2 separate regions of the Gossypium arboreum genome follow, and region 2 is linked to region 1. Evidence: chromatin contacts called from public Hi-C data. All regions are on one chromosome and are shown on one strand. Each heading gives the region's core, a stretch centred on a gene start, on an enhancer-like site or on the middle of the called end of the contact. The rest is flanking DNA. Distances are from core to core; before and after follow the strand shown. Region 1 has its middle 22 kb from the start of LOC108477766. Region 2 holds the start of LOC108479638 (formin-like protein 6).

Region 1 (4,743 bases), core at 698-3,197:
CCAACGTATTAATGTAACCTTTCAGATTTGCCCATAACATTTAGGCCGAGTTTGGGGTATTACAAAACTAATAATTCTATTTTAGATAAATAAAATTAGCATAACATTTTTAAAAATAAAAAATCATTTTTATAATAATGTCAAAATTAAAACACAATTATTTTTAACTAATAATTATAATTATCACAACTTTTTCTTAAACTTTTAGTAAGTAATAATTCTATTTTAAAATTACTAAAACTTTTCTTATATAAAATTTTTAAATAATAATTGTAAATTATATTATATTATTTTTAAATGTGTAGTTATAACCATTTTTATTAAATTATAATTATATTTAAATATCAATTTAGTAATAAGACGAAAAATAAAGGATGTTCATGTTGGTTCAAAATGTTTTCAAACTCGTACTTTTATATATATTATAGATAAAAATAAGAAATCTATTTATTTTATTATTCATGATTATATTTATAATTTTTTCAGAAAATATGTTCTCATTTAATTTTCACAAACAAATTTATTTAATTTAAACATAAAAATACAATCAAATAAACAAAATTTAACTCAATTTTATAATTCGACATTAATAAACACAAACAAATTTATGGATTAATTTACAAACCTATTAAAATCTAGGCTTGTCCACCCAGGGCTTTGTGCGGTGATTAAACAATCAGTCCTATAGGGCAACTTGGGATTCAAATTCGTCATATGCTTTTTTATTGAATTATTTAATAGTAAGTATCACTCAATTAAAGCTTATCAGTAAGGTCTAATAAATTTATTGTCAAAGTTGAAAAAAAATTAGTCAATAAATGTGATAATTTATGTTATTATAATTGCCTTTTGAATAAGATAGGAGGTTGAGATTACAATCAAGTAGAGCCCCACTCTATTTGCTTTACGAACCAAAAGGGAAATTAAAAATAAATAAAAGGAAAAAGGCATATTTGCCTTCTGAATAACATATTGTGAAGAAACGTAATGAAAATTAAATTAAAAATTATATTTCGTGTCTTGCACTCATTTGGTCAACTTTGGGATTCTCTTTCTTCCAAAATTTATGTGATAAACAAATCATTTTAGATTTAGTTATTATATTTTAATTTAATTAATTTTAATTTCTGTTATTTGGTTAAATTCAATTATTAATATTGTATTATGCGTAAAGTTATAGATTTAGTTTATATTCTCCAATCGGATTATTTTAAGTCCTTATTTTTTGGACTTTGAAATTTCAATCTTGATACAAATTATAGCCGTTAATCCATTAACAGGATTTTTAATGAGTAATATGTAAATAACAAGTTGACATGATATTACATATATGATGATATCTTTCTTGTATCAAATTTCGAAAATAGAAAAACTTAATAAATTTAACAATTATTATTTAATGAGAATTGAAAATTTAAAATTTAAAATACAAAGACTAAAATGATTAAATTAAAGAAGGAATATTAAATTTACAACTTCTGCAAATATAATATTAATAACAAAATTTAGCTGTTTTATAAGGCTCATAAGTACGAGTAATTAATTTTGAATCCTTGTTTACTTTATTATTTTTTTTTTGGTAAAATATTGAATTGTTTTTATTTCAATTAGCACAAAATCGAGAAAAAATCTGGAAAGGAAATTTTCTTATATAATATGAAAATTAAAATATTTTTCAATCTTACAATTAGTGTAAAGATATGGTAGTTTATATTTTATATATATTCATACCTTATGTAAGATGATCATATATATATCTGCTTATATTTTTCAATATTTTAGAGTAAAGATAATTTATAATTCTAACAGAGTATAGAAATTACTAAAAATTGGAGGTTAACGTTGTTGACATCACTGCATAAATCTTTGGTTAGACTATTGAATAGAGAGCGAGGATGGGGCAAATAACTGCTAAACAAAAGACAAACTGTCTTTTATCTTATAGACCCCAAGACCAATCTCACTCAAATTGCCAGCTTTTGCTACTTGGAAAACAACTAAACAACGCAACCCTTGTTCAAAAGGCTTATAAATTGAAGGCTGTGAATTTTTGGTAATTTTCCTTGTTTTGTTTTGTGTGTTTTAAAAGCCTACAAAAGTGGCTGATAGTGCTTTCTTCCTTGGCCATACATTGCCTTGCAATTTGGCGAATTGCATGACTACAAAGCAAAGGTTAAATAGCTGACGTGCAGCACAGCAAGGAAAAGAGAGGAGCTGTTCCATAGAAAGTTAGTAAATTAAAAAAAGAAAAGAAGATCATTAACAAGAGGTTAATTATACCCTTCAGTCACATAAAACTTTAGTAGGACACAACCCGAATTAGCAGAAAAGATTAACACAGGTGCTCAGATCATGTACCTGTGGGTTGAGTTTGAAGCCATAAATTTTTGTTTTTTTTTTCGCGGTTTAAAATTGCCTTGTACTTTCTCTATCTTGTTTTCTCTTAACCTATACCTACCAACATTGAGGTTGAATTATATTTAGAAAAGGACGGTTATTCGATTGCATACGTCAGGTAAGTTTTCGTGACATTTTTTTTATGCATTTTATAATCAAAGTAAAAAATTAAATTTGATTCAACATTATTATTAAATATTTTATAATTTTTATAACCAGATCAATATAAGTCACAACAGGCCATTAATAGTCATGTGCGGTACCATTAACTTTCTCTATTGGCATGCAAAGTTATAATCTATCTTTATTCTCACTAATGTACTCGATCTTTTATCAATTTGAAACTAGATTCATTTTCACTTAGCAACCAATGCAATCCTCAATATTGCCTTCTGTTGAAATATTAACAGATAAAAAACGGACACATAAATCTCAAAGAACAATGAAGAGAAAATAACAAAGAGAAGAAAGAAAAAATGAATAAATGAACCCATGTATTTCTTCACTAAGTACAACATGACTACAAAGAACATACAACTATAGTATTTATACTAAGCTTTAACAAATAATATGAGTAACAAACTGAATCAACTAACTCCAACTAACTCAATAACTTACTAACAACCTAGCTGTTGCAGCAGTTCATTCTTTAACATTTATCGAATCCCCTGGCTGCTGCTATTGAAGCTTAGGTTTTTAATTAGGATAAGACTTTTCGACTTAAACAAAATTATTTAAAATACTATAATGGTTAGTAAACCAAATATTAACATGTGTTGGTGGATGATAATGATGATAGACTCTAGTTAAATTAATAGTAAATTAATTAAATAAAACTTAATTAAAATTGTTAATTAAAATTAATTAAAAGTTAAATAATGAATAAATAAAAATGAAGTGGGAAGAGAGATGAAATATCATCATCTTCATCCCCAAGCTGTAGAAACCAAATAAAAGAAAAGAATGAATCTTTAAGTTCTCAAGCATTTGACCATTCATTTTCAAGTAAGTCCTTAGTCATTATTTTGTTAATTCTTATGGAAATTGAATCATGAGAGCTTGATTTAATTAGCCCATGTGTCAATTTGTGAAATTTTCAAAGTTTTTAAAAGTTCTACTGTTGAGAAATTGATGAAATTGGTATGAATTTGATAGAAATTAAGCTTAGATTATGAAAAAGGACTAAATTGTAAAGCTTAATCGTTAGTTTTGTACATTAGGGACAAAATTGAAAAAAATGAAAAATTATTATGAATTTTTGATAGGAATAGAAAATAGGATGTCTCTAATAAGTATATGTGAAATCGAATTTTAATATGAAGCTTTAAATCGAAAGTTATGTTTGTCCCGAGTTTAGAGACTAAATTGAATAAATTGGAAAATACGCTTGGCTTTGTATTTAAATGTGATTTGGATGGAAATTGATGTTGTGTCATTCTTGAATTCTCATATTAGCTAAAGACAACGCCGAGCTGTTCAGAGAGAAAGGAAAGGTGAGAGCCGACGACGAGTGATGCGAGCTTTCAATTTATATTTCTATGATTCATGATCAATATAATTATTGAAAATTCATGTTAGATTTCATGATTTTGTAATAAGGTGAGTATATAATTGTTGCATGAATTAAATTGTTGCGACTAATATTGTATATCGAGATAGAGGACTAAATTGAATAAGATAAAAAGTAACATATTTAATTGATATGTGATAATTGGTATGAAATTAAGTTGAAACATGTTATATGAGGTGTTGGTACAGTGAATTGATGATGAATTGAGGATGATGGAATTTGAATTGAACTATGTGATGAAATTGGAAAATAGTTAGCATGCCATATGATTAGACTGTGTACGAGTTTATAATTCGATTTAGCCAATTAAGCACCTTTGTGCCAGTATATTTCCCTAGGTTTATCTAATGATGCACTATTTGTGCCAATATGATTGTTTCAATTTATCTGATGATGCACTTTGCGTGCCAGTATGAAATCTTTAGTTTATTCGATGAAGCACTATGTTTGCTAGTATGATTGCTTCAGTTAATTTGATGATGCACTATGTGTGTCAGTATGATTACTTCGGTTTATCTGATGATGCACTATGTGTGCCAGTATATTTCCTTCGGTTTATTCGATGATGCGTTGTGTTGCCAGATTGGTGTGTTGGTTGTTAATTCGTGTATCCGTCTTGTGTCTGAGTTAAGCTAATAAGGAATGTAAAGTATGAATTGAATGAATGATACTAGTTAATTGAATTGATAAGAGAATTTTGTATTATAAAATAAAACTGGATTGACTAGATGGTAATTGATATGAAATGTGATTGGATTTGGTTTATTTGAATACAT
Region 2 (4,743 bases), core at 1,279-3,778, 120 kb after region 1:
ATGTAGAGCTCTTTTGATCCACCTTGATAAAAATAAGTGTTAAATTATTTTTTACATAGATCATTTATTCTTTTGATCACACGTGAGATTCTACTAGGTGCATGTCAATCACATCTTTGTGTATCTAAAAGGTTTTCATGCCCTTAATTGACTAGTAGTATCAAAATTGGTGCAAGACATGTGTTAAGGTCCAAGGACAAAAGATGGTCAATCTCACTTGTAAATATAAACTCAAATTTAAGACTATAATTAGTGTTATCCTAGAATTATTATAATTTTTTTAACCCTTGAATAAAAGTAAAAATTATGCATGAGCATACTTGAAGTCACATCTTTTTATATTAACAATAGTATTGATGTTAACTGAGTTAAAGACTCAATTGACAATGTTACCGTTTTGTAACTACTTATTTATTATTTTGATATAACAATATATATATATTTTAAATTTTATCTACTCTATTTATTTCAAATTTATTAACTTTGTATTTTTACTCTAATTTCAATGAACATGTCAAAATTTTAAATGTGTGAAAATTCTGTAAAATATGGCGAGAATTAATTAATGTAAAGCAAATTTAATTTTGGAGTTAGAAATTATGATTAGAATTTTCGAAATTTTTAGATATTAATTTGGGCCGGGATTAATTTGAAAGAAAGTTTAGAAGAGGGGAAGATTTAGGGAGGTTTTATGTTGACATTTGCCCTTATTGTTGTTGTTGTTCATAAAACAAGAGAAAACCAAGAATCAAGTAACCTAAAATCTTTCTTTATTTCCTTCCTTTGCCGACAGAGCTTCAGTTTTCCAAGTTGTTATATTTGCATCTACTCGAAAAAAATTCTATCGTTTGCCACAATTCTTTCGGTCTACCGTTTGCTTCAATATTTGCAAATATTTATTCAATCAGCCTCCAATGCACAACTGCTATTTGTCCCTCGAATATGCTGCTCCAGTCTTCCTCGATTTGCTATTTGCCACGCTAAACTTGTTTCAGCTGCTTCCTTTGCTACTTCCTCAATTAACTTGCTTTTTGCTTCAATCTTTCTTTCTAAAGAAACTTCACTCCTATTTGCCATCTAATTGGCGTTGCTATTGACTTCATTATTTCAAAGTTGCTGCCGATTGCTTATTCAATAGATTCTGCTGATTAGTGGGCTGCCATCTTCTTCTATTTCCATCCAAATACTTGCTACTCTTCTCATAAATTTGGCTGCTTTTTCTTTGTTGTGGTAAGTGTTCTGTTCCTTTAAATTTTTGCTTATATTGATCTAGTGTTTTATTATATTAACTTGCTTTTGAGAAAGGTTAATTTAGATGATTTTAGATCAGGATGAATTGAGTTCATATGTTAATAAAAATGTTGAATTAAATATATATATATATATATATATATTTATACAACTTCTAAAATTACTCGATAAAATTTAATTTTTAACATTTATAATAATATCGATATTAATTAAAATAAGATTTAATCGATTTAAATATAAATTTATTAAAGTTAAATTAAAAGTTTTTATTATTTATTAATTTCCAATTTATAATTTATGTGAGAATTATCCGTTTTAATAATATCAATTTTAATATTTCAAACTTATATCATTTCACTCAACCTAATAATTTGTAACCGTTTAAATCCATCTTTATATACAATTTTAGCAATCCATCAATCTTCGAATATAGATCATTTCTTTAACTTTTTAAGAAATTATTTTAAGAGTTTTATATATTTAAAAAGATTATTATCTTCATCAAATTGAAAAGAAAAATTTTCTCAATTTCATCATTTATAAAGATTTCAACATCTTACCTTAGGGCTTAGGCTTTAAATAAAGTAGTAAAGTAGGGAGTGGGCACAGAGATTTAATGGCACCAAAGCGAGAAAGAAGGTTTAATAAAATATGTGCCACTGCATTTTCTCGATCCCGACGAAAGATGAAACAGTTAGATAAATTAATTGGACAAAAATGGATACCAACCTGGTCATTTTATTTTCACCATTTCCATGGTCATCATCGTCTTTTTACTTTTGATCTAAACCCACTCAATATGCTAAAAAGTTTATTCTGTCTTCTCAGATCTGTTTTTTTTTTCATTTCATACGTGGTACCCACAATATAAAGAATATAATTTTATGAGATTAATTTTATTAATAAAAAAAGTTAAGTCACTTCATAAAACCTAAATGTATTTACTCTTTAAAAGCTACCATCTTTGTCTAAAACAATACACTGTTAAAAATTATTTACTTATAAAGTGAAAAGCAGTCACCTTTTTTATTTATAATTTCTTTAACCCACAAAATTGTCATATTACATCGAGTGTCAGGTAATTAACCAAAAATATTAAATGATAAAATAAAATAAAATTATTTATATAAAAAAAAGCTCCTTTTTCTTGTCTTCATTTGAACAACAGTATAAAAGGTTATTAATTTTCATTTTTACTTCTTTTCTCTTCTATATTACATACGAGTAAATACATAATTTTAATTTAGATAATCTAAATTGTTTTTAGGTAGATAATATGATTATAAGAAAAATCCCATATCTCCTCCACCTCCGGTAAATAGGAAAAATTAGAAATTAGTAAAATTGGGCTATGGCTGAACTCATCTGCTTGGCATCCAGATCTTGCATCAAAAAGAAGCTTCCCCTGACTAAACAACTCCAATTCTTCTTTCTCTTAATATTAAATAAAGTGCTATTTTTTTTCTTTTAATTAATTAATTATTTATCTTTTCTTTGCCAAGGGTTGAAAGGAACGGAGAAGCAAAGTCATGTCTTCCCCCGTAGATGAATTTTGAGAAAAAGGAGAAACAACATTGGACCCGAAAAATTCAGCATGAGAGCAGCTTATCATATTCTCCTCTTTTTCATCTTACTACCATTGTCTTCACCAACATCAAAAGCTGCTGTTTCTGTAATTGAGGATTTTATCATTTATAGAAGAATTCTACACCAACCATTATTTCCAGCTGGTTCAGCCCCACCTCCAGGGACCGACAATTCTATACCTCCACCGTCTCCTCCGCCGCCTGACCCAACTCAGCCATTCTTCCCTGAAGGTCAGCAATCCCCAGATCAGAATCAACAATCTACACCACCAGCTGCAGCGGCCAATGGCTCAATCCCAATCCCAACCGCAACACAACCCACCAAACCAGCTAAAAGAGTTGCAATTGCAATCTCTGTGGGGATTGTAACCTTGGGAATGTTATCAGGACTTGCTTTCTTCTTGTACCGTCATAGGGCTAAACACCCTGGAGATACCCAGAAGCTTGTTGGAGGGAACTCGGAGAGGTTCCAGGAAGATTCCGGGGTGCCACCTTCCAGTTTTCTTTACATTGGAACAGTGGAGCCAATGAGGAGATCGGTGAGTGAAGTGAACGGAGGAGCCAATGGTTCACCTTATCATAAATTGAACTCAGGGAAGAGATGGGATCGGTATAGGCCAAGTCCTGAACTGCAGCCATTGCCTCCTTTGGCTAAGCCTCCTGCATTTGAGAATTGTTCACCCACGGCAATGTCACCTTCATCATCTTCTTCTGGTGAAGAGAGTCAGGGGACTGGTTTTTATACCCCCCAGGGCTCAACTATTAGCAATGAAGAAAGCTATTATACTCCGGCTTCACGTTCGATTAGTGGCGGTTTGGTGACTCCGGCCAAGACAGAAATGAATGGGAATACTAATTCTGGTCGTCCTCGTTCCAAAAGAACATCTCCAAAAACAAGGCTTTTGGCTTCTTCACCCGAAATGAAGCGTGTTATTATCCCTTCAATAAAGCAGCAGCGGTCGCAGCTGCCTCCTCCTCCTCCACCACCACCGCCTCTTCAACAATCACAAAGCCTAGCCCCTGAGTTACATGAGACCGAAGAAACTACTTGTGCAAAAAGGGCGAAATTCTCCTCCCCACCTCCTCCTCCAAATGTGGCGTTACTTCGATCAATTAGCAGCCATTTGTCCCCACAAAGAACAAAAATTCCACCTTCGCCTCCACCTCCACCTCCACCGCCCCCTCCGTTCCCAGCAACGGGACCTTCAATTCCGAGGACAGTAAGGTCCTTGGAAACCGATGTGTCTCTAAAACCTTCCCCAGTGTTAAAAACGCAAGAATCCTCGACTCCAATTCCCGATATAAGTGAAGGGGGTGGGAGTAGAAAATCCATGGAAGAGGTTAATCATAAAGCTGGCAGTTGTGTAGAGAAGACAGATGGGGATGACATGGAGAGTGCAAAGCCCAAGTTAAAGCCGTTGCACTGGGACAAAGTACGAGCGACCTCGGAGAGAGCTACAGTGTGGGACCAGTTAAAATCAAGCTCTTTTCAGTGAGTGATAAAACTTGTATACTACTTCACAGGGGATTAAGCTTTCAAAAATATGACCTCTAATCTTGAGAACTTGCCTTGTTTGCAGATTGAATGAGGACATGATGGAGACCCTTTTTGGCTGCAATTCCACAAACTCAGTGCCCAGAGAACCTATTAGAAGATCAGTTTTGCCTCCTGTTGAACGGGAAAACAGAGTGTTGAATCCAAAGAAGTCACAAAATATTGCCATACTGTTGAGAGCACTGAGTGTAACTCGAGATGAGGTGTCAGAAGCTCTTTTAGATGGTAAGTCATATTTACATTTTCTATCAGTAAATAATAAGATTCTTATATCTTAGATATGAAGGAAATTTTTCTGCATCATCTTTCTCTTTGGTTAAGGGGCTTTCAGGATTTAAGAGCATAAAATTT

Evidence for each region. Hi-C and Micro-C count contacts between places; a contact is called where the count stands out from the background.
Region 2: a contact with region 1 is called in a Hi-C map of leaf, with 3 times the contacts expected there. The contact joins the promoter of LOC108479638 here to the enhancer-like site in region 1. A contact is called at or near these places in 2 of 5 Hi-C or Micro-C datasets (both in leaf).

The regions. Positions count from the first base shown.
Region 1 is chr12:40,639,509-40,644,251 of ASM2569848v2, forward strand. No RefSeq gene overlaps it. Among protein-coding and RNA genes, the nearest start is that of LOC108477766, 22 kb to the left of the region's middle. Within about 2 kb of position 1,948, at least 1 of the 2 cell types and tissues checked has an H3K27ac peak or open chromatin away from gene starts, as enhancers often do. A contact at or near this core is called in leaf, where this site is marked.
Region 2 is chr12:40,758,552-40,763,294 of ASM2569848v2, forward strand. LOC108479638 (formin-like protein 6) reads left to right here and starts at 2,529. Exons shown (of 4, transcript XM_017782354.2): 1 at 2,529-4,329; 2 at 4,418-4,617. The coding sequence starts at 2,846.